Linked DNA regions of Mus musculus: regions 1, 2, 3, 4 and 5 are each linked to region 6. A link is a contact called in public ChIA-PET, Hi-C, HiChIP or PLAC-seq and promoter capture Hi-C data. All regions are on one chromosome and are shown on one strand. The core of a region is the stretch at or near the end of the contact, and the rest is flanking DNA. Distances in the headings are between cores, read along the strand shown. Region 1 has its middle 8.0 kb from the start of Timp2. Region 2 holds the start of Cep295nl (CEP295 N-terminal like). Region 3 holds the start of Cant1 (calcium activated nucleotidase 1). Region 4 holds the start of Engase (endo-beta-N-acetylglucosaminidase). Region 5 holds the start of Lgals3bp (lectin, galactoside-binding, soluble, 3 binding protein). Region 6 holds the start of Pgs1 (phosphatidylglycerophosphate synthase 1).

Region 1 (4,521 bases), core at 1,081-3,580, 380 kb before region 6:
TAGGCCATGAGGGGAGTGCACACACACACACACACACACACACACACACACACACACATTTTTTTTTCCAAAGGGAACTATGATATCTGGTATTTACTACAAAAGAACTTCCAATGGATAGACAACAGGGCAACCAGACTGGCTAATGTGATACTTGGCAGCCATTATCTTAGAAATGAACCCTCGGTGTCTCCTACGGTCTGGTCATGGGTGAGCCAAGGTCAGTGGCTCAAGTGATGACAGTGAGCCGGGCTTCACCACTGCCTGCTGCCAGCTGAACCCCCACCCAGGTTCAGGTTCAACAGGAACCCTCAGCTCTGAGTAATGAATACGCCTGCCTCTCCGAGGGAACATGTGTTTCCAATCTTTCTGCTCAGCAGTGAGTCACCACCAACAGCTGCTGCAGGCTCCCCGCACCAAAGCTCATCTCAGACCCTGCTGACCGCTGGCTCCACCCCACTCCCCTCCTCACAGCCAGCCTGGCTCCTGGGCCCTGGCCTTACACATCCAGCACACTGGCTCTCCAAGTGTGCCTACCCAGCTATCTGGAGGACTCTGCCTCCAACCCCTGAACCATTATTTCTCCCAGGCAGCAGCCTTCACCCCTCACTTGGGCCCCTACAAGGCTCTAGGCAACACCATTGGATGGAGCCTGTTATACTCTGTATTTCCTGTGTGTGTGTAGGCCAGAGGTCAACATTGGGATGTCTTTTTCAAGACTCTCCCCCTTATTTTTTTGAGGCAGAGTCTCTCGCTGAACCTGGAGCTATTGGTTCGGGTAGACTGGCTGGCCACACAACCCCAGAGATAAAGCCTGACTCTGCCTCCCCAGTACAAGGCTTGCAGGCACAGCCACCACGCTCTGCTCTTACATAGGATCAAATTCACTTTACCTACTGAGCCATCTTCAAAGCCCATGCCTTTTATTTCCTACTGAGCGGTGGTCTGTGCCACACAAGAGGACAGAGATCCTGCTTATCTGTAGCCCCAGCTTCAGAACAGCCTTGGCACATGGCTTGTGTGCCCAAGAAATACTTTTGAGCAAATGAACTACAACCTTAAGAGACATTCACCCAGAGGCTGGCCTGGTGGTACATACTTGTAACCCCAGTGCTCTGGAGGCAGCTGGATCTCTGTGAGTTCATGGCCAGTCTGGTTTGCAAAGTCAGTTCCAAGCCAGCCAGGGACCCTGTCTCAACAAAACAAAGTAAAAGAAATATTCAGTGGATTGGGAGGATAGACCTGTGAACAAGTCAGCTGTGAGACAAGCCACAGCAGTCTAAAATAAGGCCACTGTGGTAGGTCACTGGGCACAGTCCTTTTTTATCCCTCATCAAGCCACTCTCTGTCACCATGCCATCCCAGGTCTGGGACTGGGACAGTCTCTATCGTGTTCAGATGGCCAGGATTTTAGGTGGAAGAGTGTGAGGGCTGAGCGGGCTCCACGGGGAAGAGATATTTAATGGGGCCACCAAGAATGACTAGAGGGACATGTCCCAGACATTCCCTGCTTTCCCACAGCACCAAAATTATAGCACAAATGACCAGGTGCTAAGGCAGAGCCCACAGCATCCTCCTGCCTCTGCAGGGACCCCAGCAGGGATTCTGTGCTGGAAGCCGTGGTCACCCTGAGTTTCCCTGACTTTACCTGTGAGCACAGTGGCACAGCTCTGCAGCCAGGAGAAGCAGAGAAGGGGGCTGAGGAGGCAGGATGACTAGCTTTCACCTGTGTTCCCGGGTCACAGGACACCAGGACAGAACCAGATGACAGGGTCTGTCACAGGGCGCATTTCTACCCAGGAAGCTCCAGGCACAAATGGATACCACTGTCCTGAGTGGTTCCTCTTGCCTTTGATGCCGAACAGCCCTTTATAGCTGAGGGAGAGCTGAGCAGGCTGTAGCAAAGCAGAGAGATGCTGGATCTGCACTTCAGACAGCAGAGGAGATGCAGGACACCATGCCTCCCTTCCCAGGAAACCTCGCTCCCCCTCTTCTTCCTCATCGCTTTGCTAGGATGAGACCCACCCCAAGCCTGGTCCTTCTGCCCCTGGAGAGAATAGGGCTGACTTTGCATCTAGCCCTGTGTGCACTCCTGGCTGAGGGGTGGTGACACAGGGATGCTACAGCATCTCCAGAAAGAAGAAAGGGAAGGGAGGCTGGTCAGGAGCGCAGAAAGGAAAAGAGGACCTGGGAGATGCAAGGGGTGGGTTCTCTACACAGCCTTACCATGCTGTAGCACTCAGCGCTGCTGGCCTGCAGCTCACCACAGAGCCCAGCCTCCCTTCTGTTTGGATTAGGTAATGACATCATGGCCAAAGGCTGTCACTCCCCAACACCAAAGGAAGCAGAGGATGGTGGTGGTGGCGGGGGAAACCCGAGCCTCTTGAGCCTCCCATCCGGGACTAGAGAGACTAGCCAGACTAGCTGACTAGCGGGCCAGGGAACCTGAAACCACCACCCTCAGGCAACCCCTGCTGAGCTGGGCAGCAAGCTCTGGGGTCCCTCACCCCTCCCTGCCTGCTGAGGCTGCTTCCTGGGGAAAGGCAGAGCAGAGGGGCGAGGGTTCCCATCACAACCCGCTCCTCATGAGCAAAAGCACATGACCACATGCCCAGGGCCAAGAGGAAATAGCCTGGGCATGAGGAAATGAGAGCAGCCAGGGGCGTCCACTCCCTGCATCAGCTACATTCCTCAGTGCTTCACTGAACTGGTCTAGAGGGTCCCAGAGAGCCCAGGAGGGACAGGGTGGGGGGACCAGAGGAGGGATGGGGTTAAGGGAGGTGGAGGGGGTAGACAGGGGCCGGGGGCTGAAGGGGGGCCAGAGGAGGAGAAGGGGAAGCCAGAGACTTTTAAGAATCCAAAGCCACAGCAGCCTGCTCTCCAAACCCCTCTCTTTTCTGGGAAAAGGGCAGAGATCCCTGGCTTTGCCTCCTTCTTAGGATGGAAGCCCCAAGGAAGAGAGAGGAGGGACCTGGCCCCTGCAGAGTCCCTCCCTGTGACACCAGCCTGTGCACAGGCTGAAGCTGGGCGGTCACTGTCAAGTCAGCCTTCCTCTGGGATGCTGGCCCATCCAGCATAGTTCAGATGTGGCAATTCTTTGGGGCCAAGCATCACAAGGCTTCCTGTTCCCCACCAGGACACCCTCCCTCTCTCTACCCACCCCTTCCTCTCTCCATCCATCCCTCCTCCCTTCCAGTCTGAAGTCCCCCTACCAACATGGGTGGGGGCAGGACTGTCACTATGATATGAAGTTATGCCTTACACAAGGCTGCCTGCAGGTTGGCTATGGAATGCTGTGTTCACAGGCTTATGGGATGCACACCTGGGAAAGGGGAGCCATATTGTGGGAGATGCCAAGCCCCCCTCTCTTTAAAGATGAATGGGACAGGATAACAGGAAAGCCAAAGTGAAAGGAGCGGCGGGCCAAGCAAACATCACCTAAAAGCGGGTACTTGATGAGCTATGGCCAAGGCCTTCCCACTGCCATAGAGGGAAGAGTTCTAAAGCTGGGGGAGGGGTGTCCTGTCACTGACAACCTGCACCCTCGCCTGATCCCACCCACCCCCAGCTCCTGATACCCAGATGCCTCGGATGCCTCAGTGAGCATCCTTTCGGATTAGAGGCATTCAGTGTCACACACAGAGACGACAGGAACCTACCTTACCAGGCCTGGCTCTGTAAGTTAATCATATCTCCTATCTTCCCTGTGTCCCTGACCAGGGTGGATAGTGTGGAACAGGACTCCCACCTGGGCCTCCAGGTCCCTGGTTCGTTCCTAAGCGGAGTGTTACTTGCTCGTCAGAGCAGAAGCCGCTCTCCAACATTCTGTTGCTTGCTTTACTCAGAGCCAAAAATCTGTAGCCATTTCTTCCTCTGAATCCACTAGTCAATCAGTCAGTCCGTCGATCAAATTTACCATCTATGAGTTCCAGCATGCACACGGGACAGTATTTGTGTGAGGGCCAGAAGTTCTCAGCCTCTATCCTAAGGAAGCTGAGTCTCCTCTCGTCAATGCTGCTCTGCTGTGTACCTGAAGCCCCACCAACGGGCCAAGATTTAGAAGCCAGGCTCTAAATGAAAGGTGTGGATTAAGAAATGAAACTTCTGGGCTGGCAAGATGGCTCAGAGGGTAAGAGCACTGACTGTTCTTCCAAAGATCCTTGAGTTCAAATCCCAGCAACCACATGGTGGCTCACAACCACTCATGAGAACTGAGCTCCTCTTCTGGTACCTCTGAAGTCAGTTACAGTGTACTTATCTATAATAATAAATAAATCTTTTTTTAAAAAAAGAAATGAAACTTCTATGGAAATGCTTTCTTAGTGTGTCCACTGTCAAGCTGTGGCAGGGCTGAGCCCAGTTTGCATGTCCAGGCTCTGCTAACTCACCATCTTGTCAGCCATGGAATGTCCTGAGTAAACAGTAGGGCCAGAAGGACGGACCCCACCTACCTGATGTAGCCAAGACTCTGATGCCCATTTGGGTGGGGAGGCTCATCACGGTGCTGATTGGAATCCCAGG
Region 2 (4,655 bases), core at 215-2,714, 360 kb before region 6:
AGAGCCAAGAAGGCCAGGGCCAGGGGTGGCAGCATCACCTTCATTCCAGAACAGACCCAGTGAGAACAATCATGGAAACCGAGAGCACTGAGCCTGCTGGGGCAGGCTGAAAGAGCCACCTGGCAAAAGTGCCAGCATATTCTAGAAGCCTCTCTCCAGGGACTTTTCTCTTGCTGAAGGTTTGATGTAAGACCAGGAAGAAGAAGATGAAAGAGACAGAAAGATCAACCCCAGGGCTCTGTTTGTGAGTTCTCCAGAGAAACAGAATCAACAGAGAGAAGGCCCGGGCTTTGGAGTGGGAATGGGGCTCCCACAGTTTGAAAGAGCCCACACTGGTATCTGCAGACCAGAAAGCAGTGGTGTGATTTCATCTGTGAGTGGGGGTGGATAGTCTCTAGAGAGCAAAGGACAAGGGACCAGGAGGAGCCCAGATGGCTGGAGACAACAGATATTCATTCACACCCGACATCGTCTGGATCCCCAAGCTTGGACACCCGTAGCCCAAGCAGTATGATTCAAAGTTAATCCCATGCAGAAACACCTCCACATTTACCAGCTCGCTGGGTGTCCCTTAGTTCATTAACCAGCTGAGTATTCCCCGGTTCAGTCAAGTTGACACAGAAAATAAACCATCACAAGAGTGTGAGAAAGGGGACCGGAAAAACAGAGGCGGCTTTCGTGGAGAAAGTTCCTCGTGTGGGGATAACGCATATGCTGGTCCAAGTCAGTGGGCAGTGGCTTTTCCAGGGGCTCATTCCATCCGGCCACAGCCTTTGGTTCCAGGTTCAGCTCCTCTCATCTTGCGTTCTCCACAGCTCGGCCTGCCCTGCCCTTTACTTTTCCTCGATAGGAGGAACTTTAAGCTTGACTCTTTACGAAGCCACCTTCCCCAAAGTAAACCCTCAGTGGTCTTACTTTTAGAGGATGCTCCAGCACAGTCAAGGATGTCTAGCTTTGAGGTCTAAGGAGGTTTAAGAATGAACGAGGAGCCGGAGCTAGGATTCTTTCTTCTCCTGCCTCAGTCAGCTTCTCAGAGCTGTTGGGAAGTAGCCCATACCCTCTGCCCGAGTCCAGCCAGCTGCTGTCTCTGCACGAAGAGGGATGGGAAGCGCCTGTCCTTGAGATCTTTACGTATGTTTGTCCTCTTAATGTTCTGACAGCTGGGGTGGGAGAGCACAGCCTGAGGAGGTCGTGATGCTGCCAGTCTGAGGGGAGGGAGCACTCCTCCAGGCTGTGGCTGTGAACTGAGGCTTTCTACATTGCTCATCAACACCTCTTCAAACAGACTGCTTTCAAAAAGCTCACAGTCCCTGCCACTTGAGACAAATCTCTGATTGCTTTTCTCACCTGGAAACTTGTCCTCTGGCTGGCCTGTCTCTGTATCTGACCTCACCCCTGAGGTGATGTCACAGCACCACAGCTCTGCTGTTCCCATGGCAACAGCCTCCCTTGGTTAACCAGACAGGGCAGACAGGGCTGCTGGCAGAGGTGGGGAGTGGTAATTCCACCTAACCTGGGTCAGTGACCCCTGAAACCCCACTTGGACCACCTTAGGACAAGATTGCGGTGTCTGCCCCTTCTCCGCTGGGAGGGGGGGTCTTTTGTGCCGGCTGTTGGGGGAGAACGTGTGACCAGGCCACGTGACCTGATGCAGATTTAAAAGTCCGTCTTACCAGCAAGAATAGGTGCTGACAGCGGGGGGCTGGGGGTGGGAAGACAAGATGCTCTGAGGAGTGGGAGGTGTCATGACATTAAGAATGGCAGCTGGGTGCCCCTGAGCTGGCTAGGGACTTGGAAAGGTGGTGAACACCACCCCTATATTTAGTAAGGCCCCACCTGCATCAGCCACAAGTGCCCCTCTTGATTGGTGGATGCCTGAACCCTGAGGTCAGAGGGCAGCTTACCACAAGGTCTGTCTGCGGGGATCTGAGCTTGTTCCTCACCCCCTCAACTGGCTGCCCTGCTCTCCTGGTAGAGCATGGGGGAATGGTCAGATGTCCGCGTGTAGCCCCACCCCCAGAATCTGGGTGAGAAAGGGGCTGTGAGCTTGGCTAAGACATACTTTGCCACGCCTTCCCCAGGAGAGATTCTGACACCACTTCAAAAAAAACAAAAAACAAAAACGCAGCCCAGCGCCTTTAGGAATGACCTTTCTCTGGAACTTAGCTGAGGGAGGAGGGGCCAGAAACGGGCCATGAGGCCGCGTACTGTGTCGTAGAGTATAGAGAAATGGGGTTAGAAACATCTCTGATGTTTATTTCACCTGGGCTTGGCTTGGATGCCTCCAGTGATGGGTGTCTCATTGCCTACCCAATGATTTTAAGACAGCTCCATAGAAAGTGCCTCCTTTCACCCGGCCAGCCTTTGCCTCCCTGTAATGTGTCCTCATTGGCCTGGCTCAGTCATCTGGAGACGCATACCGTAAGTACCACCCTCTCCCCACATAACTGGCCGAGCATCTGGGTGGTCCTCACAGCGATGGGAGAAACTGCTGTCACTCACTTCACAGATGAGGGGCTGAGATAGCATTGATCACCACCTCTCTCTGGGCGCACAGTGTACCACCTGCCCTCCTCCCAGATCCTCCAGCCCTGCAGAGGTTTCTGCCTTTTGTCATTGTCCTGAGATCTTGCTAGCATTCCTGGCCTCTTCTCTCCTTTCTCAGAACCATCTGGGAAGAAACTCTTTGCATGTCCGACTCTCCCTTGCTCTGCTGACATTTAGTCTGGCTGTTGTTACTCAAGCATCTATACATTTCTTATTATCTGGTATATTCCTAGCCATTTCAACACTTAAATGTGCTCCCCTGCGCCCCGCCCCGCCTTGCCCCGCCCCCAAAAGGGTTTCTTTGTGTAGCCCTGGCTGTCCTAGAACTCACTCTGTAGACCAGGCTGGCCTCGAACTCAAAACTCTCGCTGCCTCTGCCTCCTGAGTGCTGGGACTAAAGGCATGTGCTACTGGGCTTGGCTGTCACACTTTCGATTTGTTGGTTGGGCTTTGTGACACCAGAGGCCCACATCAGGTGTCTTCCTTGCTTCCGTATATATCGAGACAGGATCTCTCACTGAACCTGGAGCTCACCAACTTGGATACCCTGCCTGGCCAGTGAGCACTAGGGCTCCCCCAGTCTCTGCCTCCCCTATAGTGGGGTCACGGGCATGAGCTGCTGAGCTCAAGTATTTTGCATGGGAGATCTGCACTCAGGTCCTCTTGCTCACACAGTAAGAGCTTTGCTGACTGAGCCACTTGCTCAGCCCCTCATTGTGCCTTGAAAATGATTATCCCGTGACCTTGTCACAGACACTTCTCATCCCTTTGACATCACAGACCCCAGTCTGCCCATCAGCTTCCTGGACCTTAATGTTGTCTTTACCTTCAACATTGGCCTGAGCTCCCTTCAAGCCAGGTGCTGTTCTCAGTGACAGAGGCCATATCATATGCTGCTGAGACACCCTGACTGTGGAGACAGTCTGTGGAGACTGAGGGCCCAGCAGCCACATCACCGAAATGCCTCTCTTTATGTCTGAGCCCGGGATGTCTGGGCTGTCCAGCAGAGGATTAGATTCTTCTCAGACTGTGGACAGAAATCACCCTGGGGCTCTGAGTGGCCGTGTGGCTCCCAGCCACAAACAGTGCTTGGGTCTCCCAAGCCCCCATACTCTGACTGATGGAATGGGTGAGATTTGCTTGTCTTCCTTTTGCATTCTGTCCTGTCAGGTTTGACCGGGGATACAAGCTGTTGAAAGAAAATCTTTGTGATCCGGGACTGGTGGCACAAGGCCTGTAATCCTAGCACTGACGAGGCCGAAGGAGGAGGATCGCAAGTCGTAGGCTAGCCTACAGTGAGACCCAATATCAACAGAAACCACACAAGAGCCGCCCAAGCTGGAGACTTGCAGCTGATTTTCTGTCTGTCTTGTGGGTCACCAGTGCCCTATGGGTGTTGTGTTTTAGGATGAGCGAACTTGGAGTCAAAAGCTTGGGTCCCTGACATGGGCCAGGCCCGCTGACTCCTGTACTCCTGTTTGCTTTTCTGACAGATTTCATTGCTAGCTGTTTATTTGTATGATGCCAGGCCACAGCAGCTAGAGGGACAGGTTGCTATCAGAGGAAGGGGACAGTTCTAGCTAGCAGGGAGGTTGCAGCCGGCTATACAAAGCTGACTTACTAAGTCCACATTAGATTAATGTGTCACTTAGTTTAAGAGGAACCTGTCCTGTATATCTTAAGAACCCTTGAGGATGCCCTATGTTGTACCAAAGAACTAAAGAAAACCCAGAGCAGTGTTGTGTAACGGGCGAACTGTGTATGCTCTGTGCCAGGCCCTCTCAGGAGTTATAGCAGTGTCAGGCTGCATGCATGAGACTGTAAGGCTGAGCTGTATAGAAATGCTGTCTCTAGTTGATGCCACTAATCTGTAAGTATCTCTGGATGTTAGTGTCTGAGTCCTGAGTATATAGGCTGTAGAAGATCTCCTATTGTGGGTGTCCCAGGGAGGGGAGTGGAGGACCCTCATGAAGAATCCACACAGGCACCACAGTTAAGGCGCTGGGCAGCAACGGGCTCTGGACGTGGAGCTGGCAGCACAGAGTGGACCAGACCCTGCAGCTGCCCCACAGGCTGGGCTGGGAATCTCTGTAGGGCAGAGCCCTGGA
Region 3 (4,303 bases), core at 1,561-4,060, 430 kb before region 6:
TTCTGACCCATCTTGTTTGGTGATATCCCACATGAACTTCAAGCCAGAAGGAGTCTTGTTCCCCACCTGGCCAATGTTGCTGCAAAGGGCCAAGGAGACACCAAGCAAACATTCCTGCCAGTTCCTCCCACTAGATCCTCTCACCAGCCCCCTACCCCCCCCCCGCCACTAAGTCCTCCCAGTGGGTCCTCCCATCAGATCCTCCCATTAGGTCCTCCCACTAGGTCCCCCACTAAATCCTCCCACTAGGTCCCCCACTAAATCCTCCCACTAGATCCTCCCACTAGGTCCTCCCACTAGATCCTCCCACTCATCCTAATCCCATTAGGTCACATTCCTTTTGTCCAATCATGTTTATATATGCAGTTCCTTCTTCATCAAATCCAAGCATTAAAATAATGTTCCCAGGCTAGAGCTGGAGTTCAACTGGTAGAATGTGTGCTGAGCATGCCAAAGCCCTGGGCGCCATCCTCCAGCCATTCACCACACAGACCAGGTGTGATGGTGCACACCTGTAATCCCAGACACTCGGAAGGTTGGAGTATCAGTTCTGGGGTCATCCTCAGATGTATAGCTAGTTTGAAGACAGCTTGAGCCACGTGTTTCCCGGGATTCTCTGGATTTTGAAGGTTCTCATTTCTTAAACAGAGATTTTGTGAATATGATGTGCTATTCTCTCGCTGCCTGCATTTTGTTACTAGAGTGTAGGCTACTCCATGGAGGGTGAGGAAGTTCAGGTACTTTTCCGATCCTGTGGCAGCTATGACAGCGTCTCCCATAATGCAAAGAAGAATGCAGATCTTCTGGCTTTTCTTAGCCATGGAGCCACTGCAGACTGCTGCTCTGGAGGACATGTACTCACTCCTGCATGAACACGTACTTTGGGCCAGTAGGTTTTCTTCTAGGAATTTATCCTAGGTACATTTTATAGTTGTGCTTTAATAACACAAGGATATTCCCTGAAGTATTGTTGAAATGTGAGATTTTAGGTATTCCAAAAGAATGTTTTAGGGTGGAATTAAATAGCTTCCCTATGGTCTTGGGTAGAAGACTGTATATGGTAAAAAACCTCATTGGTCTCCTGACTCTACAGGAGTAATTCTATTCAAGGTCCCTAAAGGTCAGTTGCTGGGTAGTTGCAGGACTGTGTCATTCAACTTCTGAAGCTTGCAACGAGATGATGAGAAAGAAGTGTTGAAGCTGGTAACAAAAGTATCAATGCAACCCAACATCTCCTAAACAGACCTGTGTGCCTATGGAAACATCATTCGGATAAGGTTAGTATTGCACAATAGCAATACGGAAGGGATGGATTTCTTCTTAAAGAGATATTACCATAGCTACAAAAGAATTGCACACCGTCTAAAAGATATGACAGGGCTGAGAAGAAAACTCAGCTGGCAAAGTGATAGACTTGCAAGCACAGAGGTGAATCCACTGCCCAGAAATCATGTTACGAAAATGATGGGTGTGGTGTTGCAATCCTGGTGCAAGGGGTACTAGAGCTTCCTGGGACTCACTGGGGCTCAGTGGCCAGCCAGGCTAGCCTACTCAGCCAGTTCCAGGCCATCCAGAAACCGAGGTTGTCCTCTGGCCTCTAGGGGAACGCAAGTGCACCTGTGAATATATAAACCCACACAGATGCGTGTTCTCTCTCTCTCTCTCTCTCTCTCTCTCTCTCTCTCTCTCTCTCTCTCTCTCTGTGTGTGTGTGTATGTGTGTGTGTGTGTGTGCGCGCGCGCGCGCGCGCGCCCCTGGAACACCGACTCTGCCATCTCTCATAAAGGTTAAGCTGGGCAGAACTGAGCAATGTATTATTTAGAGTTGCACAGCTATGTGTTGTCTGCAAAGGAAGGCTTGAGAAAGATGAGCACAGTATTCGGGACCATGCCTCCCGTTGCAGGTGTAAGGAGAGGAGCTGGGAATTGGAAGGAATACCTAGAGTGCTTTAAAAATCCTACGAGCAATCTGCTATTCCGAGTGGAGAAGCTGTAACAAATAGAAGGTGGCTGATTGGGACTTGGTTTGGTCTGACACGAACATCAGAGAATTCAAGAAAGATGGCCTGCCAACCCAAGCACAGAAGAGGGAACCCAGCACATTTCTATTTTTCACATGTAATTTAGTATATATTCTAACGTTAGTTAGTGTATGTCCCAGAGGACAAAAAGGGGTGGAAGAAAGGGTTGTTTTTCACCGTGTTGGGTTACATATTTTGAATTCGTCCCAACTGTGCATCGGTTACTTCCCAGAAGGCTTTTGGGAGACTCAGGGATGAGGCTGAAGTCAGGAGGCAGGGCTGACTCTCTCCATGGTTGATGAGGGCCTCTTAAAGTCCTTACATGCCACCACTGTCTAGGACTGAGCCGGTATCACACAGCACAGAGCTCAGGGCAAGGCAGGCTGGGAAAAGATGAACCGGGGTCCTCCGTTTGTAAGGGCTATTGACTACAGTCGGCGGCGGGAACACACCACCATCCTCTGGTCCTGCTGTGGAATCTGGTCAGCATTGGCTATGACCAGCTGGAACTGCTCAGAAGAGGGTCTGAGGACTAGGGCGGCAGAGAGGAGTCCTAACTTCTAAACTTCCTGAGACGAAGGTCGGGGGGACCAGGCAAAGAACCCTGAAGCTTAACTGGGGAACGACAGACAACTCCTTTGCTGGATTTCCGCGCCTCAATTACAAGCTCAAGCGAAAAACTACGATTCCCAGCAGCCCGGCGCTCAGTGCGCAGGCGCAGAGCAGAGACTGGGTGGGCGAGTAGAGGAAGACACATAGAGCAAAGGCTGCCGGGAAGACGTGGCTGTAGGCAACCGAGAGTGCGGCGCAGGAAGACACTTAGAGCAGAGGCTGCCGGGAGCGCGCGGCCAGAGTGAGGCGCAGGCGCAGAACAGAGACTGCCGGGAGCGCGCGGCGGGGCGGAAGTGGCCGCCTGCCCTGTCCGGCCCTACGCAGGTAGGCGGCAGCCCGCAGGCTCCGGAGCCAGGCCCTCAGTGGGTGAGTGACGGTGCGCCCGCGGCCGGGTGCCCTCCCTCGCTGTGTTCTGGGGCCTGTTGCCACCCGCATCCGTCCGGCCCGGCCCCAGGCACCTCAAACTCCCCCCCGCAGCTAGGCTGTGACGGGTGCCGGACAGACAGACGTCTTTCCCCCTCTGGCTTGTGTGGGAGACCTCCCCTTTCTGATGAGGGTGCCGTGCTGAAGTAGTGCGAAACTTCTTCCTCTTCTGACTAGCATGCTTCAAATGCCCCTAGCGACAGTACCTTCCCTCCCTCCCTGCCTGGCCTGGGCACGGGCTCTCCAGTTTGGCACTTGATCACCTCTCTAACAGACCCACCTACGCACCCCATCCTCACCTGTAACCGCCCACTTCCTTGCTCCTGTCCTGGCTCTTCTTGCTGTCATCTAAGATTGGACCTTCCCCCTAGGCAGCATAGTGCACTATCCTTTTTTACTACCCGACTACCGACACCCCCTGCTTCTTCTGCACACCCCCTAGTCCCTTTCTGCACATACAACCCTAATCTCGGCTAGACTCTCCCAGCCTCGAAGTCGGGCATCACCTGGTCCATCCTTACAGAGCTTCCTGCCCCTAGCACCTGTGACATTCATACGCCTCCAGTAAACCCAAGCACCTTTCTGCAGTCACTCGGGAGTGCCTCAGTAACCAGCTTCATTTCCCAGTTCCATCTCAGGTCTATATACTGGACAAAGCTTAGACCTGGGAACCTGGTCTCACGGTGTCAGTGGGGCCTGACTGACTAGATCTTACAAGCTCCCAAGACTGTCCTGCATGTACTGCAGACCCTGCCTTGGGAACTCCTTCTCCCTGCCCCTCTGGGGCTTGTCTGAGGACCATCCTTCTGGACTGGGCTACAGGCCCTCCTTTGAGCTGCTCCCTAGACCTCGGCCTAGCAGTCTTGCTGGAACCCGTGAGCACAGCCTACTTCCTTCTGGATAAGACAAGGGATCTCTGTCACATAGAGCCCAGAGCGTCTTTGCTTGGCTAGAGACAGAATTCTGTGTGCTTTCTTGCTTTCTTTGTTCCATTTGACCTGTTATAAAAAAGTAAATGCTTCTTGCAACTGAATGGACCATGTACTGTGACCATATTGTCCCTCAGTCCCCTTTACCACGTAATATGCACCAGTGTGTCCAGGAATGCATGACATCCTCTGCCTGCTGAGCAGCGGGGACAGGAGGAGAGGTCTAGAGAGTGGAAGAGGCAGGTGTCCCGTTGCCACCCACCTGACTGTGGCATGTGTGCCCATGAAGCTCCCACAGATACGTGCGACCCTGTCACCT
Region 4 (4,464 bases), core at 1,148-3,647, 490 kb before region 6:
GCTGAGTGGAGGCCGGCGACACACCAGGGGTTCCAGGGCTACATTGAAGCCATCCTCCATGAGCGGGGTCCAGGCCAGGAGCTCCTCCAGCGTCGACAGGTAAAAGCTGATAGGTCTGGTAGTATCCTTGTCATAATATCTAGCTGGTCCACGGAGAGAACCGTTAGGAATATGGAAATCAGGGGACTCGAACATACTCTTCCTCTCTGACAGAGAGGGGAGTGGGGACTGCGATGGCCAGGAAGGGACATGAGTGGGGACTTTGGTCACCTCACCTGGTAAAGGATCCGGGGTGAAACTGACCACCTCTCTAAAGACTGCTTCCTCCTCTTGATCCTCGTTGATCCTAGGCAAAGGGTGGGTTTTAAAAGATTGATTTGCTCTTGTTTTTTGACACAAAGTCTTATGTAGCCCAGGTCAATCTGGAACTGTGTAGTCAAGGGTGACACTGACTTCTGATCTCTGTCCTACCACCTTCTAAGAGCTGGGACTAGAGGGGTGCTCTGCCACAGTCCCCCATTTATACTGGTGATTGAACTAGGGCTCTGCTCTGCACATGGTAGGTGAGCTACACTCGCAGGCACCCACAGGGTAAATAACTGCTGGAAGCAAATGGCTAAATAACACAGGACATGGCTTATAAAATACACACCAGAGGCATGCACGGCACCAGAAAAAGGGGATCTGGGGTTCATCTTCTTTATTAGCAACTAAGGCCTGCTCGTGCTTGGACAGACGCCAATGACAGCCCCACCCAACAGGTGAAACCCCCAAGTTAAACACTTCCTAGAACCACAGGCCTTCTCTGGCCAAGGGATATGGTCTTCGAGTACCAGCAAAATCACCGCCCCCTTCCCCCCCCCCATCTTCAGCAACTGAATAATACAAGGAATAACTACATTGGCTTCATGAAGTTGCAAAGTCTGAGTACAGCAAAATCAGAAACTGTTCATTTGTTAATATGTTTCAAAGTATCCTTTAAAGAGTAGTGAGGTGACACTATAGTAGCCATTTAGGTACACAGTTATCCAAGCTGGCATCCTTAAAAGCCCCCAGGGCCTGAGGCCATCAGGAATGACTTGAGCTCCCTCCTCAGGTTCTGCCATCAATCACACTGTCCCTCTGTAAGTAAACTGAGGAGCCTTTGGAACTGCGGGGATGGCCAGACAGTAGCAGGCTAAAATGGAGACGTCATCTTTTTCTTGTGGTGCTAGGGGCTCAAACCCAGAACTTCCTACATCCTAGGCAAGTGCTCTGCCATGAATCTCTCTCAAGACCTTCCATTTTAATTTTTGCGATGTGGCCTCACTACACCAGGTTGGGGCCTCAAACTTGTGATCCTCTTGCCTCACCCCATCAAGGAGTTGGAATTAAAGGCCTGTGTCATCAGGCCATGCAAAACACCCGCCTTTGAAATCTCACCACCAAATACTCCTCTTCCAGATGGCGCCCCCCTGGCTGACTCCTTTATCCTTCAGCTGCACCCAAAGGAACTCAAAGTCATCCCGTCTGCCCATGCCCACCTGTCACCTGAATGTCCCTCCAGTAAGAAGGAAAAGGACCTCTTAGGATGGCTTCTACCCACAAATACCTTTCCCGTCGGTCAGCAACCATCCTAAAGTCTGAATAGCCCATCTGTCTCACTGCTGTGGGTTTAAAAACGAAGCAGGACACATCAAGTTTGTGCTGATACCTTTCCCAGTGTCCCACCGACCACGGGGTTACAACCCTGGACCAGGGGGGTATGTCTGTCCACTTCTTTGCCTTTGTGCCTTTGCTCATTCTGATCCACCTAGTACAGTCCTCGTCCCTAAAGATTCAGTTCAAATATTACACGAACAGAAAGCCATCCATGTTCGGGATTGCCTAATCTATAGGGCCAAAGGAAGGTGCAGTAGCCTTGGCGCCAGACTGCCAGAACGAGATCCCGATGGGCTGGGACAGGGTCCGTCATAGGTTAGGAACAAGGGAGCTGCTAACTTGCTCGGGTGGCCCGTCTGCGACCGGGGATAGAAGGATGGAGGGACGTAGGTTTGTCCGCAAGCGACAGACAGTGTCGCGCTGCACGACAGGCAGCATGGCCACCCCAAGCCCAGACCTGGAGCTCAGCCCAGCCGTGCGCACCTCCGCCCCTGCCTCCGCCGCCCCGGCCTCCGCTCCGTCTGGTCCCGCGCCTGCTTCTCCGGGGCCGCGGGGCTCCGCTGCCTTGCAGCTCCCCGGGTCAGCACCGACGAGGTCTCCATGACTGTCAGCGACTGCCGACCGCTAAGCCCTCCAGACACTGCTCCAACAGCCAATCGCAAGCCTGGGCCTGCCCCTGCCGCAGCTCTCAGCCAATGGTGAGTGTGCAGCGCCGCGGTTGGCTCGCACCGAGTTCCGGCTAGGATCTGTCCACGTTCTGCAAGCGGCGGGTGTAGAGCCTGAGTTAAATAACCGGAGAGACGGGGCGGGACCTGATGGGCGGGGTCTAGGAGAAAGGCGGGGCTGCGTGGATCCTGAGCCCAAGGTTCTGAGACCCAAAAAAGTGTTATTTAGAGTTAGCCACGAAGTTTTCTTTCCAGACGAATGAAACAATCTGCCAGCGACAACCAAGTCGGTACACGTTAGCAATGAGCCCTGGAACTGGGCCACAGAGACTGGTGGCCTAGCTTCCCTGGGTCCCTGGCTCCTTGGATCCCTGGATTCCTGGATGGGATCTAATATTACAGGCACCTGTAATATTCTGCTTTTTTTAAGAAATTAAAATATAATTACATGTTTCCCTTCCCTTTCCTCCCTCCAATAGTTCCTGTGTACCTCATCCAATCTCTCTCAAATTCATGATTTTTACTTCTTTAATGTTTGTCATCTACGTGTGTGTATATATAAACACAACCTGTTCGGTCCCTTTAATGTTACTTGTATGCAAATGTTTTCAGGGCTGACCGTTTGGAATTGGATAACCAACACAGGCTGACGATTGTCTTTTCTTACTAATGAACAAAAGAAAGAGGTGTTATAACCAGCTTGAGGCAGGGCTCCATGGGATGCTATAGCCAGGTACGATGGGAAACCTAGGAGTAAAGGCAGGTGGAGAGATGGGGGCAGTGCTGCTGACCTGGAGGGACTGTTTCCATCTGTCCTGTAGGGTGGTCAGCATGGTGAGCATGGATAGTTTTCCCCTGAATGCATTCTTCTTACTCTTAAGCCTGTGTTCTGCAGGAAATAAATCCTCTCAAGTATTCAGGGTCCAGGAAGCTGCATCTGCCAGAGGGCACCTCCCACAGTACCTGGGCACAGAAGAGATTCACAGTAACCTTGATGGTCCTGTGTTCAGAGCGGTGAGCAGAAATGCCAGAAGACGAGGAAATGGCTTCTCCTCCCTGAGCCCAATACCCCTCTGCAGCTTGCAGCTTCTGGCCCCACAGCAGCTTGCCCAAGCCAAGTTCTCTGGGCCTCTTTATTACTGTTTACAGGCTTTGAGCTTTATGAGGCCCCAAGCATCCATAAACGCCAAGGGTGGGGATGGTGACTAAGGTGGTTGAATATAGGCCCTGGTTACATTGCCTGTTGGCCAGTCGGCCAGGGAAGGGACGCTGGGGAGCAGGACACTCTGATCTGTGGGACACAGTTGGCAGGACACCTCTTCCCACTGACCCAGGGTGGGGAGGGAAGCTCTGTGTGGGGCTGCGACAGAGAGAAGGTAGCAGGTCACAAGCCCAAACACAGTCATCTACTATAACGCCTTGTGGAGCAAACACAACTATCTTGAAAGCTGTGTAGATCGTCCCTCCACCTCCCAACTCCCTGCCTCTGTACTCTAGGTGCCCCCCCTCCAAGACCTGTGCATCTAGGACAGGGTCATGAGTGGAAAAGAAGAACTGGTTGAATTCTCAGTTTAGGGTCTGATGACCTGACCCCCAACTCCCCACTCCTTCTACAAGGGCATGATGATAGGCCAGTCTTGTGAAAGTATCGTGAGCGGGGGATCAATTTAGATGACGATAGTTGTGTCATGCCCAGAGGACAGCATCCCATAACACAGCCTAACACTGTCTCGCCCTTTCCCTCTCAGTCCCCATAATGCTCCAAAGACCAGAAGAAGGAGAAGCATGGAAACTGAGGGCCAGTGTGGAAGGCCAAGAGTCTGTTGCTCTGAGCGAGCACTGCACTTCTCTTGCCTTGCTTCCTGCTGGCTGCCGGGCGCGGGAGAGGCTCTGATGCTTGGAATTGTGGCTGCCACCTGAGCCTGTGAGAGTGTACAGGATGGTAGGACAGAAGCAGCCTCCTGGATCTTCCATAGAGTAGACACAGCTTCAACCTGGACCACTTCACGCAGGCTCTCCCGGGAGCAAAGGTGCTTAACTGAGCCCAGCACATCCTGTCTGTGATAGTGACTGGATCTAAGATGATGTATGAACAACAGTTTCTGGAAAGAAGCTGCATTTTATAAGCTGGTTAACCGGTTAGAACTTCCTTGATTAT
Region 5 (4,209 bases), core at 991-3,490, 420 kb before region 6:
GGGACACCTCCATCCCCCCTTTCACATTCTCAGCCAACGGTGACAGAAGCCACAGTTCAACAAGCTTGGGCATGTCTGCAGAGTCAGTCCTAGCCCTGCCTGTAGCTCTCAGCAAGGGTTTCCTAGGACTGCATGACCCCTTAGCCAATGGAAACTTCATGTCCAAGGGAAGCAGTCCTTGAGTGTCCAACCCTGAGCTCTGGGGCTCCAAGCTTTTTGCTGATCCCAAAGGAACTGTACCCCAGAACTCCCTTGGGCTTTCAAATACCAGTGCCCCTCCTCCCACAGGCTGATGTGGGCATTGGTGTCTTCACAGGTAATTCTCATGGCCAGCCCAGGTTGAGCTGCACTGACTGAGGACTCCCCAAGTAGAAACCAAGACCTGGGTTTCTTGTGGAGAAAGGGGAATAGGTATAAGCCAGGCAGAGCCTGGTCTGAATCCTAGAGAGTCGGTCACTGTGGCCGTTGGGAGATTGCATTACCAAGTCAGGCGTGTATGGGAGCCAGTGTATCTGCTTACCAGCTATTGCCTGGGTTTGGTCTCCAGGGCCTTGGAGCCTTCCTCTCTGTTGTCATACCTAGGACAAAGAACTCAAGGCACAGGATAAAAGGATTTGCCAGACCAGAACTGGTGTAAAAAAAAAAAAAAAAAGTAGACACCAAGGACAGAAACCCAGCCGGTGAATTCCTGAACCATACACCTGAAAAGGAACAGGGTGATTTTATACCAATTCTGAGTCACCTGGCTTTGCCTCCTGGGCCATTTGTGTCAGACCTTTTGAATAGTGTTCAAGAGGACAGTTGGGTGTCTTGAGGTAGGAAACCTTACAGTGCTGGTGCCAGGGGAGCTGCAGGGAGCTGCTGGGAATTAGGCCACTGTCTAAACATCATAAGTCTGGGGAAATTTGCCTTTGTAATTTTAGTGTATCTTACATGTTTGGAACTTTTGTCTGCATGCATGTATGTGTACCACGTGTGTGCCTGGTGACCATGGAAATCAGGAGAGGGCATTATATCCTTTAGAAATGGCATTATGGGTGACTGTGAACAGCCATGTGGGTGTTTCAAATGGAACCTGGGTCCTTTGCAAGAGCAGCACGTGTTCATAACTACTGAGCCATCTCCCTAGGCCTCTTTGAATTATATATATATATTTTTACATTTATTTACTGTGTGTGTCTACATGCATGTACATACATGCCACGGTACACTTGTGTAGATCAAGACAGCGTACAGGAGTCAGTTTTCTCTTACAGTGAGTCCCAGGGGTCAAATTCATAGCATCAGGATTGGTTACTGCAAGTCCCTTTACCCGCTGAAGCAGTTTTGGTGGTGGTAGTTTTGTTGTTGTTGTTGTTGTTTTAGGATTTTGTTTCGGTTTTGTTTCTGTTTTTGTTTTTTTCCTTTGAGGCAGGCTTTCTCTGTGTAGCCCTGACTAACCTAGGACTCACTATGTAAACCAGACTAGTTTCTAACTCACAAAGATCCACCTGCCTCTGCCTTCCAGCTAAAGGTGTGTTCCACCATGCCCAATTAGCCCTACTTTAAAAAAAAAGGTATTGTAGAAACCTTTTAAGATTTAATTTTTAAAATTATATGTGTGCATGCATGAGCACACTTGGGTGTGGGTGCCTACAGAGTCTGAGCCCCTGAAGCCAGTTACAGGCTATTCTGAGCCAACCAACATGGGTGCTGGGAGTTGAACTCAGGCCTCCCATAAGAGCAGGTGGTGCTCTTAACCACCAAGCCACTCTAGCCCCCAGCCCTGCTTTCTGCTTTTAGCCTTTATATCGCTATTCTTGTCTCTCAGGACCACTCTGTGGCCCACATACCTTCGCTCTGCGCATGGTAGGTTTGTGCATAAGCTAAGGGCAGCCAGCATTCCCAGGTCCAGGAAAGGATAGTCCAGCCCACATCCACATTCACAGACACGGTCTGACCCGAGCTGCTGCTCCTAGGCCCTCTTTCTGTATCTTTCCACTCTCCTTCGCCAGGATGCCTGCCTGGCCAGCCTGGAGATGTATTTGCTCCAACCATCCCCCAAGCTGCCCCACAGGGTGCCTGCCTGGCTAGCCTGGACTTATATTTGTTTCATCAGCTCAGTATATCAGCTCAGCACAGGGCGCTTGGGTGCCTGCCCTCTGCCCCACAGAGCAGCAAGCAGAAGGCTATTAGCCTTGCTGACAGCCAACCCCAGAAGCAGCCTCTGTCATGTGTTTTCTGAAAATCGAAACTAGGTGAGGTTTACAAAGCATTTCCTGGGACGAGGCTGAGGAAAGCCACATGGTGGAGCTTTTCTCTGCTGAACAGTCTACAGAAGGCTTCCAGTTGCAGCCAGGAAGGAGGCTCCAGGACTGCCTTCAGCCACTGCCTCGCTGCCTGAGGGACAGTTGAGTCCCTCTCTTGCTCCCAGGTGAGTCTCCACTCTACACAGCATGATTTCTGGCAGGCCAGAGCACAGGAGCCAATACAGTTGGGCAGGATGTCCACTGAATGAACAGCTGAAGGGGTGAGTGGGTTAGAGTTTATCCCCGGCCCCCTCCTGGGTCTGTAGATTCTCTCCCAGGACTAAACCTACCTACTCAGTGGTACTGAATGAGCCAGCATAGGCAGGCTTGTCCCATCTTCCCACACAAAGGAGTAGGGCAGAAACAGCCTCTGTCATCCAGTGGACAGCAACATCCACATACACTGCAATGTTCCCAAGGCCTAGAGCGCCTGACCCAGCATGGACAAACCTACGACCACAGTTTATAGTAAATGCAGGGAGTGGGCACCCAGTGCAGTTTGCCTGGGACTCAGGTTTCCCAGAGCCCAGGCCTTCTTGGGATAAAACTGGGGTAATGCCTTGCCACACGGATGTGGGACTCTCTGGCTCCCTCCACCTCCACCAGGGTCCTTGTGGTAGAAGGAGGCCACCCCTGGGCAGACCCTAACCTGTGCTCACTGGCTGTGTCATCTGGAGTCAGTTGGCTCTCTAGCTTCGGCTCTCATTAGGGATGTGGGAACTTTGTGAGTTGTATATTGTTCTGGGTCTGTGCTTGACTAGATGCAGAAGTCTGGTGGGAACCAGTTGGGGGGTGGGGGTGGGGTGCACAGAACTAAGGGCCAAGTCCCACCCATCAGTGTGTTATAGGACTCAACGGTCAGAGCTTATGCCCAGAAAGCTCCCCTGATAGCCAGACTCAGCCACCCATCCTCCATGGTCCAATTAAAAACATAACAGTGAAAAGCCGAAAAAGGAGATTTATTTAATGTGGCCACACTAAGAGGAATCCAGTGGCCTCCCCCATTAATGGCCCAGAGTCTATTAGGGGATATTAACATGAGGTTTACATAGAGGTATACATAGCTAACTGGCTTGCCTGGGCTGTAAATCCCAGAGTGAGCTGTTATTTCCTGGAGACAGGCTTCCTCTCTGGCTATCACCAGGCAACAGCCTTCTCCTTTCAGCGTGAGACTCCCGGGGAGTTCCAGTTCTGCTGTTGCTTCCGCAGTCGGATAGCCAAAGCCTATCCTAGGATCTCTTCACCCCTGCCAAGATGGCTACAAGTGCCCTGGCCCCCTGAGGGCTTGCTCGTGCTGCTCTGGTGCAGAATGTCTGGGGTGGGGGTTGGTCGGTGGGAGAGGGCTGGGGAGGGGCCAATCCTGGTGCTTCTACTGGACCTGAAATATCTCTACTGCTTGTCTCTGGGCCCCTGGTCGGAGTAACAATTTGTGGCTTCCAGTTCCTGCCCAGGAGACAGAGCTCTGTAGCACCATCCACTACCAGTCCCAAGCTGCCTGCTGGGCCTAGAACGAGTCCAGAGTCCATTGAGGCTGCTGCATTTTGTTCTGTGGGTTGCCCCGCTCCTTGCAGGGCCTGAGGGACAATGCCTGGGTGGGGCACATCCTACATACAGGCAAGAGTCTAAGTATTGAGTCCTGTGTGTCAGCACCGTGGTGGTTGACCCTGACCCACATCCCCAGGTCACATCATGAAGTCCCAGACCCTTCTACACTGCCTCTGTCACTTCCCCTTGAGAGTTCCAACCTCATCTACAATGTCCTCACAGACTGGCAAATCTTGTCCCCTGCACACCCCAAAGGCAGCTAGCTACTACTTACAGATAAGGCCAGCTAAAGATAAAGAGCTCTTGTTTGCTTCCTGGGTTCTCGTTGCCAGGAGCCCTCAAGCCACTTGCCTCATCTGGGGACTCTTGCTGACCT
Region 6 (4,330 bases), core at 1,178-3,677:
CAGACTGAGATCCTGTCTCAAAGGAACATTCATGGGCTGGAGAGGGCTCGGGGGTTACGAGTGTCCACTGCTCCTGCAGAAGACTTAAGTCTGATTCCTACAAGTGCATTTAACTTTAGCACCAGGGACTCCAATGTCCTCGTCTGACCCCCAAGGGTTCCTGCATCATACGCACCTACACATGGAAGCACACATAACTGCAAATAAAAATAAAATCTTGGGCTGAGTGTGGTGGCCACACCTTTAATCCCAGCACTCCATGGCATAAACCAGTAGGTCTCTATGAGTTTGAGGCCGGCCTGGTCTACATAAAGAGTCAAGCCAGCCAGCTATAAAGTAAGAACCTGTCTCAATCAAACTAACAAAATCTTTTTTTTTTAATTTTTTAAAGGGAACAATGAAATACTTCAACAAGTAAAGTTGCCTGCAACCAAGCCCAAAGACTTGTGTTCAATAATTAGGATGCACATATGGGCACACAACAAAGCTTTTCATTTAAAAAAAAAAAAAAGATAAAGCAGGAGTTGAAAAGCAAGGTGCACTCCTGTCATCCCTGTGCTCGGGAGACTAAGGAAGGAGGACCCAGTGCGCCAGGCTAACCTGGGCTACAAAGCACACACACTAGGGCAGAGGGTGGGGGGAGGGTAGCCCAGTTGGTAAAGTTATCTAACTGCCTAGCATACACAAGGCCCTGGAAATGTCCCCTATCTAGCCCATGAAATTGGGCACAGTGACACATGCTGGTAAGACTAGCACTTGTAGACAAATGGGCCATTAATTCATAACCATCAGCTACAAAGGATATTCGAAAGTAACCTGAGGTGAGGCCCTGTCAGGCCTAGGGGCACAGCTCCATGTAGAGTGCTTGCCTATCCAGAATTTGATACCCAGTGGTATAGGGGATATAGTTCATGTAGGTTGCCTGAGCCCCCTTCAGAGATCAGCACCAAAGCTGAACAATGAATACTGAGGTTTACAAACCAAAAGGAAATCAACAAAGCTTCCTAAACTGCTCCTCTTTCAGGCAGAACTTTTGAAACCTAACATTTTTCAGTGGTCTGGTGCCCTGATGTAATAAGCGTCACCTGATTCTACCGTCCAATCGAATGGCTGGGGGAAAGAGCCATTCTGATCAGCAGGCAACCTGAGATAAGACTGCCTGTCTGCCTTGATTCTGTCATTCAGTAGGTCCTCTAAGTCTAATTTGTGCTTGGGTTGGCAAGCTCCCTGTTACTCTGTAAATCAATGACCCACATCTAGAACCAACGCAGGTGACTGCACCTCAAGCCATCTAGAGACAAGATCTTACCCACAGATCTTACTCACAGAACCAGAATGGGCCATTACAGCTCACACCTGGGAGTCAGCATTGGACATGAGGCAGGAGAATCAGGAGTATTAGGCTAACCTGAGTTACTCAATTTAAGGCCAGTATAGATACATGAAACTGTGTCTCTAAAAGAACTGGGGGTCCAGCGAGTTTGCTGCCAAGCCTGATGATCCGATTTCAATCACTTCAACTCACGTGGTAAAAGAGAACCGACTTCCCCTACCACCACCTGAGCACACAGTCATTATTTTAATTGTTTTATTTATTTTAAAGAGAGAGAGGAGGAGCTGAGATGTGGCTCAGTGGTAAAGCACCTGCCTTGTGTGCATGGAGTTCTGGGTTTGGGCCCCAGCATTTGAAGAAAAAGAAAACGAAGTCTCTAAACATATCCACACGAGAGAATATCACACACAAACACACAATCTCAATATCTATCTCGCGCGCTCCTGAAAATTAGCAATAGCATCAGGCCTCTTGGTTGAGCCTGTTCTTGGCAAATGTTTCCTTTAAAGGACCACTGCCTGAACAAACTGCTTCAAAGCTTCCCTCACCGCTTACACAACCCACTTCAGTACTTTTCCAGAAACAAGCCTTTCGAACGCGCGCAGAAAGAGTTTCGAGTGTTTCCTCTTCACGGGCCTGAGTACCGATTGAGTCAGGATTGAGAAATGTCTCCGGCAGGATGTGAGGAAGCCAGCCTGCACCGGGTCCCCGCAGGGCTGATTCACTCCGGCCAACTCACCGCTCTAACCCCGACTGCCACACTCACGCCCCGAGCCCGGAGCACAGCAGCCTTGGCCCCAGGGCCGGGCCGCAGCCCCGAGCTCGCCCCGGGTGGCTCCTGCACGGTGCACGCCCACGGGGCTCCTGGCTGAGCCGCCGGCACGCGGGGAGACAGCGAGTCCCCCACCCCCCGCCCGGCCCTCTCGAGCGCTCTCACCTCCGGCGCCGGCGCTCCCGGCTCCTGCCCAGACGGTCGGAGAGGCGGCCCAGGAGCGCGGCCAGCCCGGGCCTGCCAGGCAGCAGGCCCAGCAGCCGCCTCCAGAACACCGGGCCCGCTGCCGGCGCCGCCATGGAGACCCGCCGCTTCCGCTTCCGGCGCGCGAGAACTTTATTGACAGTGCGAGCGCGAACAGGGAGCCAGCGCGCAGGCGCGGTAGCGGCAGTGACAGCTGCATAGGCTGTATTCCCTTGTCTTTGCCTCTCTGTATCCTTTCTGGGGCACCGCGTCGCGCCAGACAGGGAGCTCAAGGGCGGGAGGCATGGACTACAGTCCTAAGTTCACCTGATGGTCCAGGAGGGAGAATGCTGGTGACAGCTCAGCACCCCGAATCCTGTCAGATTAGCAGCTGCTGCCCTGCACTTTATGCTCATCTGCCTTGCTGTAAGAGGAGGGATGCTCAGCGACCAGACTACCTGTCAGACTTCCAGCTGCTACCCTGCGCTCACATAAAGGTCCAGGAGGATTAATAACAGCTCAGCGCCCGGAGTCCTGTCAGACTGATAGCTGCTGCCCTGCGACCTATGATCATCTGCCTTGTTCCAAGAAGAAGGAAGGATGCTCAGCGCAGACTTTCAGCTGCTACCCTGCGCTCACATATGAGAGTCCAGGAGGGAGAATAGCTAGTAACTGCTCAGCGCCTCAATCCTGTCCGTTTGACAGCTGCTGCCATGCACTCACATGAGGGAGCAAGGAGGAGGATGTCAGTGGCATCTTAGCACCTGTCACACTGACAGCTGCCGCCATGCGCATTAAACTCACCTGCATTGCTCCAGGAGAGAGGAAGCTAGTGATCATTCAGAGTCCTGACACCTGTCAGATTGATAACTTCCTGAGCCCTACGCCCTCAACTCACCTGCCTGGCTCCAAGAGGAAGGATTCTTGCAATAGCTCAGTGCCCAACACCTGTCAGATAGCCAGCCCCTGCTTTGTGCCCGCACTCGTGTGCATCATCACTCAGTTCAGCACCCTGAGGCCTGACCCTCCTCTGCCCCTGTCTGACTTTCATGCCCTTAATTCCTTCCCTGGCTCACATGCTCTGGGACTTAGAAGCTAGAAACATTGTAAAACAGTCATAATTCTCTTTACCCCAGAGATGATGGAGTTAAAGCTGTAACACTTGAACTAACATTCTGAATTTCACCTCCACCAAACTATTTCAGGAAAGTGAATGACACATTTCAAAAGAATATTTATCTCAGTCTTTCTCCCATTATTGAAAAGTGTGGAAACAGCCGGTGGTGGTGGTGGTGGTGGTGGTGCACGCCTTTAATCCCAGCACTGTGGAGACAGAGGTAAATGGATCTCTGTGAGTTCAAGACCAGTATGGTCTACAGAATGAGTTCCAAGATAACCAAGGCTACACAATGAAACCCTATCTTGAAAAACAAACAAAAAATCTCAGTGAAGGAGTTGGCTAGATACACTGTGGTGTATCAATACAATGGATGGCCATAGCTCCATGAGAATATGATACCCTAGAATAATATTTCATGGCATCACTTATAAAATTTACCAGGGGCAGGCAAAATGGCTCAGTAGATAAAGGTGCTTGCTGCCAAAGCTGACAACCAGAGTTTCAACTTCAAAACATATATAGTAGGAAAGAGACTCAATTTGTCCCCTGACCTCCACATGTGCGCCATAGCATCTGTGTGCCTGCTGCTCCCACAAAATAAATGAGCATTCAGAAATTTAAATAAAAATAAAATTAAAAAGGAAAGTCCAGCCAGATGGTTCAATGGATAAAGGAGATTGCTGAGGAAATTGTCCTCTGGCCTCCACACATGTGCCCACTCCAGAGCATACATATACACACAATAACAATAAATAATATACTAGTTTTTTAAAAGATTTATTTATTTATTATATGTAAGTACACTGTAGCTGTCTTCAGATACCCCAGAAGAGGGCATCAGATCTCATTATGGATGGTTGTGAGCCACCATGTGGTTGCTGGGATTTGAACTCGGGACCTTCGGAAGAGCTAGTCAGTGCTC

Evidence for each region. Promoter capture Hi-C pulls out the DNA fragments that hold promoters and counts their contacts. Hi-C and Micro-C count contacts between places; a contact is called where the count stands out from the background. ChIA-PET counts read pairs in DNA pulled down with a chosen protein or histone mark. HiChIP or PLAC-seq counts read pairs in DNA pulled down with a chosen protein or histone mark. Capture Hi-C pulls out chosen DNA fragments and counts their contacts.
Region 1: a FOXA1 HiChIP or PLAC-seq map of pancreatic cancer cells shows a contact between it and region 6. The contact joins the enhancer-like site here to the promoter of Pgs1 in region 6. A contact is called at or near these places in 1 of 39 promoter capture datasets (stem cell-derived epiblast-like cells) and 6 of 115 datasets of contacts at active chromatin or transcription factors (astrocytes, bone marrow-derived macrophages, extraembryonic endoderm stem cells and 3 more).
Region 2: a promoter capture Hi-C map of adipose tissue shows a contact between it and region 6. The contact joins the promoter of Cep295nl here to the promoter of Pgs1 in region 6. A contact is called at or near these places in 5 of 39 promoter capture datasets (the SN4741 cell line, liver, pre-B cells and 2 more), 2 of 115 datasets of contacts at active chromatin or transcription factors (memory CD8 T cells and pancreatic cancer cells) and 1 of 9 other capture datasets (adipose tissue).
Region 3: a contact with region 6 is called in a promoter capture Hi-C map of pre-B cells, with 3 times the contacts expected there. The contact joins the promoter of Cant1 here to the promoter of Pgs1 in region 6. A contact is called at or near these places in 6 of 39 promoter capture datasets (the C10 cell line, the SN4741 cell line, hippocampal neurons and 3 more) and 3 of 115 datasets of contacts at active chromatin or transcription factors (effector CD8 T cells, memory CD8 T cells and pancreatic cancer cells).
Region 4: a Hi-C map of CD4 T cells shows a contact between it and region 6, with 5 times the contacts expected there. The contact joins the promoter of Engase here to the promoter of Pgs1 in region 6. A contact is called at or near these places in 2 of 484 Hi-C or Micro-C datasets (CD4 T cells and embryonic stem cells), 1 of 115 datasets of contacts at active chromatin or transcription factors (large pre-B cells) and 1 of 9 other capture datasets (liver).
Region 5: a contact with region 6 is called in an RNA polymerase II ChIA-PET map of effector CD8 T cells, with 10 read pairs. The contact joins the promoter of Lgals3bp here to the promoter of Pgs1 in region 6. A contact is called at or near these places in 3 of 39 promoter capture datasets (cranial neural crest, hippocampal neurons and liver) and 3 of 115 datasets of contacts at active chromatin or transcription factors (effector CD8 T cells, large pre-B cells and pancreatic cancer cells).

The regions. Positions count from the first base shown.
Region 1 is chr11:118,361,195-118,365,715 of GRCm38.p6, reverse strand. No RefSeq gene overlaps it. Among named protein-coding and RNA genes, the nearest start is that of Timp2, 8.0 kb to the right of the region's middle. Within about 2 kb of position 2,330, at least 259 of the 459 cell types and tissues checked have an H3K27ac peak or open chromatin away from gene starts, as enhancers often do. A contact at or near this core is called in astrocytes, bone marrow-derived macrophages, extraembryonic endoderm stem cells and 1 more, where this site is marked.
Region 2 is chr11:118,339,343-118,343,997 of GRCm38.p6, reverse strand. Cep295nl (CEP295 N-terminal like) reads left to right here and starts at 1,464. Exons shown (of 3, transcript NM_021440.2): 1 at 1,464-1,685; 2 at 2,325-2,421. The region is part of intron 1 of Timp2 (tissue inhibitor of metalloproteinase 2); the gene reads left to right.
Region 3 is chr11:118,417,625-118,421,927 of GRCm38.p6, reverse strand. It overlaps Cant1 (calcium activated nucleotidase 1), which reads left to right and starts at 2,810. Exons shown (of 5, transcript NM_001025617.2): 1 at 2,810-2,998; 2 at 4,274-4,303.
Region 4 is chr11:118,474,765-118,479,228 of GRCm38.p6, reverse strand. It overlaps Engase (endo-beta-N-acetylglucosaminidase), which reads right to left and starts at 2,397. Exons shown (of 14, transcript NM_172573.3): 1 at 2,125-2,397; 2 at 276-346; 3 at 1-143. The coding sequence starts at 2,243.
Region 5 is chr11:118,399,990-118,404,198 of GRCm38.p6, reverse strand. Lgals3bp (lectin, galactoside-binding, soluble, 3 binding protein) reads left to right here and starts at 2,240. Exons shown (of 6, transcript NM_011150.3): 1 at 2,240-2,413.
Region 6 is chr11:117,984,954-117,989,283 of GRCm38.p6, reverse strand. It overlaps Pgs1 (phosphatidylglycerophosphate synthase 1), which reads right to left and starts at 2,427. Exons shown (of 10, transcript NM_133757.2): 1 at 2,271-2,427. The coding sequence starts at 2,404.